Regions from separate parts of the Ovis aries genome. Here regions 1 and 2 are each linked to region 3. A link is a contact called in public Hi-C data. All regions are on one chromosome and are shown on one strand. The core of a region is the stretch at or near the end of the contact, and the rest is flanking DNA. Distances in the headings are between cores, read along the strand shown.

The links. A called contact is a pair of places that touch in the nucleus more often than the background predicts.
Region 1: a contact with region 3 is called in a Hi-C map of hypothalamus, with 8 times the contacts expected there. The contact joins the promoter of NDUFB6 here to the promoter of ACO1 in region 3. A contact is called at or near these places in 14 of 16 Hi-C or Micro-C datasets (blood, hypothalamus, liver and 6 more).
Region 2: a Hi-C map of liver shows a contact between it and region 3, with 4 times the contacts expected there. The contact joins the promoter of SMIM27 here to the promoter of ACO1 in region 3. A contact is called at or near these places in 9 of 16 Hi-C or Micro-C datasets (blood, hypothalamus, liver and 4 more).

Annotation. Positions count from the first base shown.
Region 1 is chr2:101,707,249-101,710,882 of ARS-UI_Ramb_v3.0, reverse strand. It overlaps NDUFB6 (NADH:ubiquinone oxidoreductase subunit B6), which reads left to right and starts at 2,344. Exons shown (of 4, transcript NM_001185123.1): 1 at 2,344-2,523. The coding sequence starts at 2,344.
Region 2 is chr2:101,691,168-101,694,798 of ARS-UI_Ramb_v3.0, reverse strand. It overlaps SMIM27 (small integral membrane protein 27), which reads right to left and starts at 2,379. Exons shown (of 2, transcript XM_027964598.3): 1 at 2,212-2,379; 2 at 1,675-1,885. The coding sequence starts at 2,256. The coding sequence ends at 1,763. It overlaps TOPORS (TOP1 binding arginine/serine rich protein, E3 ubiquitin ligase), which reads left to right and starts at 2,065. Exons shown (of 3, transcript XM_060409530.1): 1 at 2,065-2,703. The coding sequence starts at 2,584. NDUFB6 (NADH:ubiquinone oxidoreductase subunit B6) reads left to right here. Exons shown (of 4, transcript NM_001185123.1): 4 at 848-916. The coding sequence ends at 916.
Region 3 is chr2:101,543,925-101,547,893 of ARS-UI_Ramb_v3.0, reverse strand. It overlaps ACO1 (aconitase 1), which reads right to left and starts at 1,797. Exons shown (of 21, transcript XM_015093260.4): 1 at 1,722-1,797.

The sequences.
Region 1 (3,634 bases), core at 1,095-3,594, 160 kb before region 3:
GTAAATGAGTGGTTAGATCTAGAAACTTGATCAGATTCAGGCTCCGTTTTTTGTTTACCAAGACTCGTTCACAGGCAGTGAGGTAGTCTTCCACCAGGAGGCGCAGTGGCTCTCTGTCAAGGATGTCAACCTCTTGATCTGGGCATTGATTCATTAACAAACCAATGTTTGCAAAATAGTAATATTCTAACTATGCCATCTATTCTTTTACTAGGTTTTTGTGATTTTTTGAATAAATGTCTCCTTATCAACTATTTTGTTATTTTATGATTTATATAAAGAGGCCAGAAAAGTGCTTGATTTTTCCTCTGCTTATTAGTTTTCAAAATAATGAGTTGGTTCCCTAACACCCCATGGACTGGGGTCACAAAGAGTCCTACACGACTGAGCGACTTCACTTTCACTTTCGCTAACACCATCAAAAAGTGACCAGTAAGGTTTTTTTTTAATCATAGTGAAAAAAAATCATGATTTTTTAAAATCATAAATCATTTTTTAAATCATGTATGTAAATGTATCTGATATTTTTCATTCACCCACTGAAGTCACCATACTTATTGATGCTCAAATCATTCCATCTTTGACCAGTGTAAGTCTGTTCAAGTTGTCTCCTCAATCATTTTGACACCACCCTATTAGTCTTTAAAAACCTCCCTGCCTTCAGCTAAGATAAGATGTTCCAGGCTTATTTTACATTTCCAACGGGAACCTGAAATTAGTTATTTCTCCAAAGTGATGGTTTTCAAAGTGTGATTGGGGAGCCCCTGGGTGTCCCTGTGATCCTATCATGGGGTTTGTGTGGTCACAATTATTTTCATAAAAATACTAAGATGCTATTTGCTCTTTTAAACTCTCTTTGTCTCACAAACACATACAGAGTTTCCCATGGTTACATGATGTATGATATGATGATTGAATGTAGAAGCAGCTATAAGAATTCTGCCATCATTTATTAAGCCAGACATTAGAAAAGTTTACAATGGCACTCTTCTAAGTAGTTTTTGTTAACAGATTTTTTAAAATTTTCCACGTTTTTATGTCTAATGCACTAAACATCAATAGATATAACCCACATCAATAATCTCTTTGGGGCTCTCTCACAATTTTAAGAATTTAAAGAGATTTAGGGAACAAAATGTTTTAAGAACAACTACTCTAAGGAGTCTTGGTTCCTTTTAATTGAAGATAGTATCTAGAGATCACAATCTAGGAGCTAGAGATATTCATGGTTACTGGGTTGGCCATAGTCCCTGGGCCGTTTCATAGGCAAATTTATATATAACATTACTACTGTCCTCCCTTTTTTGGATAAAAGGTACTATGTACACTTCCCTCCACGTAGCTTTTTTCCCACTGAACAATATTATGTTTCTAGGAACTCACTTCATTGCATTCGTTTACAATTTATTCAACTAGCCATTTGTTGAGGAATTTCCATATTTTATTATTTATGGTGCTGCAGTAAACAAATTTGCAATAGTACTTTTACTATTTACTAATAGAACAATAGTACTTTTACTACTATATCTTTAGGACAGAATTCTAGAAATGAGAATACCGGATCAAAGGGTGAATGTGTACAACTCTGCTATATACTGAGATTCTTTTTACTTCTACAGTACAGATGAAGGAAAGCTTCCCCCAGTGGCTCAGCTGCAAAGAATCCGCCTGCAGTGCAGACCCCGGGGTCAGGAAGATTTCCCCGGAGAAGGGTATGGCACCTCACTCCAGTATTCTTGCCTGGGAAATCCCATGGACAGAGAAGCCTGGCCGGCTACAGTCCAAGGGGTCGCAAAAGAGTCAGACACGACTTAGCAACTAAACAATAACAGCAACCGATGAAGGAACAGACTGAGACAGCTGCTCAGGGTCACTTTTTCAGTCACTGACAAAAGACTTAATGTCTCCACACACTCTGTAGGTCACAGGAAGAGAAAATTCTAAGGTGGGAGAGCAAATACAGCATTTAACACTTGGACGTCACATTCATTGAGTCACATATTCTCATTCTTCCAATATCCAGCACACCAGTTCTTCCTTAACAGAACCTCTAGTCCTCCGACCTCTCATACCCTTCAGGTAACTAAGCGGCCTCCGGCCCCCGCCCCCGCCGCTTCTGGTAGTTTGGACCAGTACCGCCGGCGAGGTGTGCAGGGCTTTGCGCATGCCCAGCCACTACGCGCAGGTTGGAGTCGCTCGGAGGCAGGAACGTAGTGACGTTATAACGGCGCGCCGCTCCCAGGCGTCCTCGCAAGGTCGCTTTGCAGAGCGGGAGCGCGCGTAAGTGACAAGACCCTGGTTCGGGTGCGCGCCGACTCCTGCTGCCTTGGTATCAGCAGCGACATGTCGGGGTATACGCCCGACGAGAAGCTGCGGCTGCAGCAGCTGCGAGAGCTAAGAAGGCGATGGCTGAAAGATCAGGAGCTGAGCCCCCGGGAACCGGTGCTGCCTCCGCGGAGAGTGTCGCCTGTGGAGCGATTCTGGAATAAATTTTTGCAAGACGGAGCTCTCTGGAAGAACGTGGTGAGTGACCGCCCTCCCCAGCCCCCACCCACTCTCGTCCCATCGCAGTCCACGGCCTGGCTGCTGAGACAACCTGTTCGCTATAGCTGCGTTAAGGACTAACTCGCTCTGCCCCCGGAAGTTCCCCAAGGGAGAGTCAGGTTCAGTCGAGACTTAGGCTTGTCTGGGACTCCCTCTGGTCCCAAGAGTCATGCGCTGGAAGTCAGGAGTTCGGAGCTTGTGTGGCTTTGGGATTGTCTTGCCCTTTGTCTCTCAAGTGTGATGAGAAGGAGGCGAATCTTTGCCTAGATTATACAGGATGCTACAGGTTTGGCTTTCTTTTGAACTGGGGAAACTTTTCCTCAGAAGGATGGCCAAGGATTCACTAGAGTTAAAATTCAATGATTTTAGTATCCAAGGACACTTTGTGATTTTTGAGGTTGAGATTACACAGACCAACTAACACTACCCTCGACTACCCGAAAGCAGGATAATCCTCTAGCTGGTAATGCAGCTCCTTGTTAATTACTGTAAAAGAAGAGGTCCTGTTGATATGTTGTTGATAGCTGTGAAAAGAAGAGAAGCGAAAAGCAAAGGAGAAAAGGAAAGATATACTCATTTGAATGCAGAGTTCCAAAGAATAGCAAGGAGAGATAAGAAAGCCTTCCTCAGTGGTCCCTGCAAAGAAATAGAGGAAAACAATAGAATGGGAAAGACTAGAGATCTCTTCAAGAAAATTAGTGATACTAAGGGAACATTTCATGCAAAGATGGGCTCAATAAAGGATGGAAATAGTATGGACCTAACGAAAGCAGAAGATATTAAGAAGAGGTGGCAGAATACACAGAGGAACTGTACAAAAGGGATCTTCACGACCCAGATAATCACGATGGTGTGATCACTCACCTAGAGCCAGACATCCTTGAATGTGAAGTCAAGTGGGCCTTAGGAAACATCACTATGAACAAAGCTCGTGGAGGTGATGGAATTCCAGTTGAGCTATTTCAAATCCTAAAACATGTTGCTGTGCCAGCAAATTTGGAAATCCCAGCAGTGGCCACGGCATTGGAAAAGCTAAGTTTTCATTCCAATCGCTAAGAAAGGCAATGCCAAAGAATACTCAAACTACTGC
Region 2 (3,631 bases), core at 1,130-3,629, 150 kb before region 3:
TATAGTCCTGAGCAACCAGGACAGGGAATGGCAGGTGGTGATGGGATAATTCTGCCCTACTCAGTCAATTCATGGACTGTCGGGCTTATGGAATGTGCTATCTTAAACAGAGAGCTGAAATGAAAGCTAAGTACTTTGCCTAAAATTATACAGCTTGTCAGTGGAAGGTTCCAGGATTCACACTACTTGGTTCTAGCTTTGAAGTCCCATCCTGTTCTGTGACACATGCTGTATCTAGGTGTGGAAAGTTAGAAAGACAGCTGGACCAGCTGCCTAGGCAAAGTTTGCAGGTCTGTCTTTAATATCTGTTCTGAGCCAAACAGTAAACTGGTGGCTGCCTACCATATTTAGTTGCTGGGAATATATACCACCTTGTATTGAAGTGATGGAGAAGGAAATGGCAACCTACTCCAGTATTCTTGCCTGGAGAATCCCATGGACAGAGCAGCCTGGTGGGCTACAGTCCATGGGGTTGCAAAGAGTCGGACACGACCGAGCGACTTCACTTTCTTTCTTTCTATTGAAGTGAAGCTGTTTCCCTACAACTTCTTTCTAGGGCTTCTCCTATTTTGGGGGGCCAAGCAAATAAAGGTCATCCTTCTGTCACTTTGTAAAGACAACTTTCATGTTCTTTGTGGTCGTTTGGTTCGAGTAAAACTTCCCCTATTTGTTCCTTATTCCTTAAGATTTTGGATACTGCTTTCTTATCTTTAGACAGCTTCTATTTTACCTATGTCATTTTTAAAGTCTGAATGCCAGAACTGAGCTAGGTTTTCCAGATGAGCTCAGAGGGGAACTGTTACCTCTGCTGACAAGATTTATCACTAATGCACCTTTGTTTTTCTAGGGTGATACAATTCTGGAGACTGGAGAAGTAATCCCACCCATGAAAGAATTTCCTGATCAACATCATTGAAGATTACTTTAAAATTTCAAAGGTGTATGAGCCTAAGTTTGTTGCTACATTACCAACTTATTGAAAGTATTTTCTGGAAAAGTAATAAAATTTACTCACATATGTGTCATCTGTTTCTTCCCAGCCTATGCCATTCTCTCTGTACAATTTGAGACTGAATTATCTAACAATAAGTAAAAACTGGACAGGCTAAATAAAAATAATATGGTCAGTCACCTACTTTTTCTGGCCATTTTTAATCTGGAAAACACAACGTAGAAACTTGTTTAGTCACATGACAGTTTTTCTTACACTGTACTTAATCTAGTTGATGTGAAGGTATACAACGGAATGAAATGTTGCAATAAAAATAAGAACAGAAATTACAGCACACTTTGTTTTGACGGCTTTCTGGAGACATTTCAGAAGTATTTTAGAAACTCTAGATCAAAAGACTGTCAGATTTACTTTGCTTTGTTATCCTTCCTCGTGTTCTTTTCCTTCAACTCTTTTTGAACTGTAGCTCGCCAGGCTCCTCTGTCCGTGGAATTCTCCCAGCAAGTATATTGGACCGGGTTGCCATTCCTGCTCCAGGGAATCTTCCCTACCTAAGGATGGAACTGGTGTCTCCTGCATTAGCAGACAGATTCTTTACAACTGCATCACCTAAGATCCTTGTGCTTTGTTATATGAGAACCTAAAAGACAAACCTCTTGGTATATGAAAAATCGAGAATTAATGGTTACTATAACGGACGGTATACAAAAGTGAATTTGGAATCATTGTATTAAAGATTTTACTTTAAATCGAGACATGTATCAGACAGAGGTAAAGAACTGTTTATACATGAAATCAAATCCAGAGGAATTACAAATTTTCGTTCATTCCGAAGATTTTGTCTGGGTATTCCTTGCTTAGTTGTCGTCGTGCAGCTACAGTTGATGCATAGATGACGTATCCCCAGGAGAGCAATACGACCGCGAGGAGCAACTAGGAAATGCAAGAGTAGGAGTGAAAACAACCTGTGAGTGGCACGTCCTCCCGGCCCACATCAGGTTGCCGCGCACGTTGCTAAGGTGGGGATTTTAGTGACAAACTCGAATAAATGTGTTTCCGGAAGCGAGTTCACCCAGTAGCCCTTACGTAAGAAGCGGAAGACCGTGTCCTCCAGGAAGAGGCGGAGTCGAGGTTAGGGAGTGAAAGGCTTAATTCAAGAATGGATTTTAGAGTTTCTGGGCGCTGAGGATATAGGGGACCTTCCACCCGCGGGCCTCGAACGTAGACCCCCGTGGAGGCCCACCAAGCCCAATACCTACCGCGGAATAAATCCGGTCTAGGGTGCGGCGACTCACTGGCTTCATGGTAAGGCGGTGGCGGTGGTCCGCGGGCGCGGGCGGAAGCCGCAGGCCCTACAGTAACCTGCGGGGCGGTGGCTGCCGGGCGGCGGCAGCCATCTTTCAGCCGGGCGCGAGCGCCCGCCCACTCGCCTCCCCGCGCGTTTCCCATCAGCCCGGCCAGCCTCTTCCGCCCGGAGCTGGGGGGGCGGTGTCACGTGCCCGGGGGCCTAGCCCGCTTTAAGGGGAGGGAGGGAGAGAAACGAGAAAATAACGTTGGAGATGGGTTTGTTTTGCCGCTGTGAGGGAGAGGCTTGACTCGTCAACCGGTCTTTCAGGTGTAGAGCAGTATTAATGCGAGATAAGGTACCGTCATGTGCATTTAAAAGTTTATTTGGAAAAATAATCCACGGTTTAAGTATTACGCCGACGTCTAGCACTGAAAGAATTAATGTTTCTAACCGGATAACCACGGTAACCAGGTAGTTCGTGTATTCACCTTTTAGAGTACAACCTGCTTTTATATAACTGACGAGTCGTTGTGGGACTTCCTGTTACTGGAGTTTCTTAAAAGTTTTTGAGAACGCAATGGCTTGTTGATATCAGCTACTTTTAAGAAGAAATAACGTGGCACGAATTACCCGGCATAATGTAGCTGCCAATTAGCAAGTGCTCATCGAGCGTTTGTATGCTTAGAACTGTAGCACGATCAAATATGAAGCCAAAGGATGGGGTTTGGCACGCGGGCCGTTTTACCAAGTTCAGCTCTAGAATGTTCGGGATGCTTATATTTGAAGCGAAGAATGGGACAACCGGGCTGCGTCAGGCACCAGACGTTTTGTTTCTGTAATCTAAGCTATCACCTAAACAGGGTTTTAATACATATTTCGGAGAGCAGGTAAGGAAAAGACGTTATCTGTTTCGGGAAGATTTCAATTCCCACTGATTTTACGTCAGATGATAGTTCATCCTGACTGGAGTTGATCTCTCAAAATTGATTTGGGATTCCATTGGAATCCTGGTGGTGGTTCTTAACTTTTCAGCCCAAGTACATTCCCTTCCGGATAACTCGGTTCATTAATCGAACACCAGAGATAGTTTGAGTAACTTCTCGCAGAATTTGGCAAGGTTTAAATGAGACCCCAGCCCTTGTGGCTCAGCTAGTAAAGAATCCGCCTGCAATGCGGGAGACCTGGGTTCGATCCTTGGGTTGGGAAGATCCGCTGGAGAAGGGGAACGCTGCCCACTCCAGTATTCTGGCCTGAGGAATTCCCTGGAGGTCTCGCAGAGTCAGACGTAACTTTCAAATGAGACCAAGTTAGTTGTGTCTTCCGAGTAAGTCAGACGCGAACTTTAAGATCCCCTGGTATTTATTCGAGTTGACGGTACGTTAGCGATTTCG
Region 3 (3,969 bases), core at 548-3,047:
TGCAGGCACAGAAATAACCTAAGGCATCTGAGAGCCTTGCCAGTTTTCAGGAGGCGTGCAGGGCTCATTATCTTTTACGTGGGGACACAGTACTTGGGTTTCCAGAGTGAGGTCAGCTTGGTTGCAGCTACCAGAGGTTAACCATCCTTCCTTGGGGTGATCCGTGTTCCCATTCAGAGGAAGGATCACAAACAAGAAGCGGGATCAATGACTTGAGCCCCTGAAGCATTTCCTACTCCAGTGGTTCTCAAAGTGTGGTGCAGAGGACTCTAGGGATTCACAAAGTCAAAACCACTTTCATAATAATACCAAGATGCTATTTGATGCTTTTACTCACACACATTCAGGAGTACACAGTGGAGTTTTCCAGAGGCGATATGACATGTAATACCGCAACAGACAGTGCAGAAGCACGATATAAGAACCCTAGCTGCCACTTATTAAAACTGATAGGAGATTTGCAAAAATATAATACAATGATACTCTGGTCAGTAACATTCTATTTTGAAAGGTATGGTTATTTTCATAAACACATATCAACATATAATGCATGCATGTCTGTGTGCTCAGTCATATCAGACTCTTTGCTACCCCCATAGACTGTAGCCCATCAGGCTCCTAAGTCCACGGGATTCTCCAGGCAAGGATACTGGAGTGGGTTGCCATTTTCATATCCAGGGGATATTCCCAACCCAGGGATCAAACCCACATCTCTTATGTCTCCTGCACTGGCAGGTGGATTCTTTACCACTATTTTTAAATGAGATACTAAATATATTGAAAAATTCTGTTTTAGTTATACATGATAAATATTGAGACACATAACCCACATAAAAGCTCCTTAATATACTAATTTTTAAGAGTGTATAGGGGAGTTTGAGAACTGCTGAGAGGCTGTTTCCGACTCTCTGCCCCCGTTCCCGCAACACACACACACACACACACACACACACACACTCACTCACTCACTCACTCCTCCCTGGGTCTGTGAGTCTTTAGGATGGACTCTGTCCCCACTGCTGAGAGGCTGTTTCCGACTCTCTGCCCCCATCCCCGCAACACACACACACACACACACACACACACACACACACACACAGACACACACAGACACACTCACTCACTCCTCCCTAGGTCTGTGAATCTTCAGGATGGACTGTGTCCCCACCCCTTCCACCGAGGGTCTCTTCCCTCCTCACTCCATTTCCCCCTTACCACCTGGTGTGGACTCCCCGATCTGTCGGAACCCCAGTGGGAAATGTCCCTCCCTCGCCACCCCCAGCTCGACGAGGACTCCCCGGCGAAGCCCGCACACCCTCCTTGGGGGCAGGACTCCCCGCTTCAGTGTGCCGGGACAAGTCGCAGCGTGGATTCTCCCGGCGGCCCCCACAGCCTCGCCGACTCCCGGCTGAGGCCCGCACAAGCTCGGCGCGGACTCTCCCGGCGGCCGGCACAGCCCGGGCGAAGGAGGCCGAGGAGAGCCATTTCCAGTCCCGCCCCGGTCCTCGGCGCGGCACGGGCTGGGAACAGGGCGGAGGGGTCAGTCCCCAGGAACTAGTCCCGATTCTCCCGGCTGCCTTCCCGCTCCCCCGGGCGGCCCGGCGCGCCGCAGCCCGGCTCGGGGAGGCGGCCCGGGGTTCCGCCGACCCGCATTTCCCCCGCCGGGGCAGGGCGGCCGGCGCTCGGGCCCGGGGACCCGGGTTGGGCCGCGTCGTACTCACCGCGGGGCGCACGGCGGACTCCGACTGGCGCGGGGAACCAGGCTGGGGGCGCTCTCCCGGGCTGAGTCCAGCCGCTGGCGCCGCTCCGCCCCCTGTCGCCGCAGGGCCGCCAGCCGAGGGGCGGGGCCGGGCCGGGGCCGGGCCGGGGCCGGCGAGTGGGGCGGGGCCTGCGGGCGGGGCGGGGCTTGCGGGCGGGGCGGGGCTTGCGGGCGCGGAGACCTCGCCCGGGAGGGAGCGGGGTAGCTGGGGGTCAGCGGCAGGAAGCCGCCTCAGGACAGGATCCTCCCATGCTGGCCCAGGCCGGGGACACGCTCACTCTTGGGCGTGGAGTGTGACTGCCCAGCTCGCAGGGAAGGAGCTGAAGGGGCAGGTGAGAAATGCAGCTTTTAAAAATGATTTGACCGTCACTGTGGAGGCTTCCCTGTCCGACACCCCGGTACGTGGTCACCTCCCCTCTCTCCCCTTTGCCCCCACCCCGCCCCCATCTTAGCGCCTGGCAAAGCGAGCCGAGTGACTGCCAGGACTTCAGAGTTTCCATGGTTATGGAGTGCAAAGTTTCAGTGTTGTTGTTTTTTTATGTCTAGCAACGCTTCCTAATGCAGGCTGTTCACCTGTCAGAAGTCAGAGAAATGACTGAGTTGACTCAGCAGGCCTTCCTCACTGCGCCTAGTTTCTATAGGTTGGTTGGCGTCGCGCCTGCTCAGGCAAATTTGACTGATTAGATCTTTCTAGAGAAAAGGTGAGGGTTTTGCCCAACTTATATAAAGAGTGATTGTAGTTTTCTATCTTGAGTATATGGATATACGGCTTATAGAAAGAAGGAGTAGTGGCTATCCCCATAGGGGCCAACCTGTGTAACGTAGCGTTTTTAGCTTCCCAGGTGAGGCTAGCGGTAAAGAACCCGCCTGCCAATGCAGGAGACATAAGAAAAACGGGTTCATAACCCTGGGTTGGGAAGATCCCCTGGAGAAGGAGGAAATGACAACCCACTCCAGTATTCTTGCCTGGAGAATCCCATGGACAGAGGAACCTGGCGAGTTACAGTCCATGGGGTTGCAAAGAGTCGGGCACTGCTGAGCAACTAACACGGCTGCTACTATATTCAAGTTTGAAGAAGGACATATTTACTGTGTAGTAAACATTGCTTCCCAGGTGGCTCAGTGGTAAAGAATCCACCTGCCAGTGCAGATGGAGGCATGAGTTGAATGCCTGGGTCAGGAATATCCCCTGGAGGAGGAAATGGCAGAATCCCCATGGACAAAGCAGCCTGGCGGGCTGTAGTTCATGGGGTCGCAAAGAATTGGACATGACTAACTGAGCGCACACACACACATAACAAGCATTATATTTTTACTGTATGGGAGAAGACTTTCTTCCTACCCACTTTCTAAACTGTTACCATTCACATCCATTGAACAAACTTCCCTTGAGTGGACTGGGGTCCCCTTAGAGAGTATGTGCAGAAGGCTGAGGGGTAGGGAGAAAAGACATCCAGCTAAATTTTGATTCTTAACCAAGGCAGCCCTTCACAAAGCAAAATTTCTTAATGTTTAATGGTAACATACATGTAATAGGAGAGCTGATAATCCTTGATAGGAAATAATTAAATCAGAACTATAAAAGGAATTGAGATTTATTAGTAAACGCTCTGGCCAAAACAGTGAAGGAAAAAGTTCTCGCGTCACCCTACTCTTTTGCTCTTGGGCCTGTCACCAGGAATGTGTGGATTGCAAAACCCAGTGACCTCTCTTCTGTTCTTGCCCTTGCTGACTGCTCTGTGGTATTTGATACTGGTAATAGGTCTTTCCTTGAAATTTTAACCTCCTTTTGGCTTTAGAGGCTTCTACTCTCATGATTCACCTCTTCTTAATTTGGCCCCTCTTTCTTAGGCTCTTTCAGTGCACTTTTTCTCTTCTCACTTTACATGTAACTCCATACACTGATGAAGTCTTCGTCATCTATTTTCTCTCTATGCAAACTTCCAGCTAAAGTCTGCTCTGTCTCCATCATTGACCTTAACCTTCTTCAGATCTCCACACTCTTTTAACAGCAGCTATTTGTGGAGCATTAGCACTTGAGTAGGAGAAGGCAATGGCAACCCACTCCAGTACTCTTGCCTGGAAAATCCCATGGATGGAGGAGCCTGGTGGGCTGCAGTCTATGGGGTCGCGAAGAGTTGGACACGACTGAGCGACTTCACTTTTCACTTTCATGCATTGGAGAAGGAAATGGCAACCCACTCCAGTGT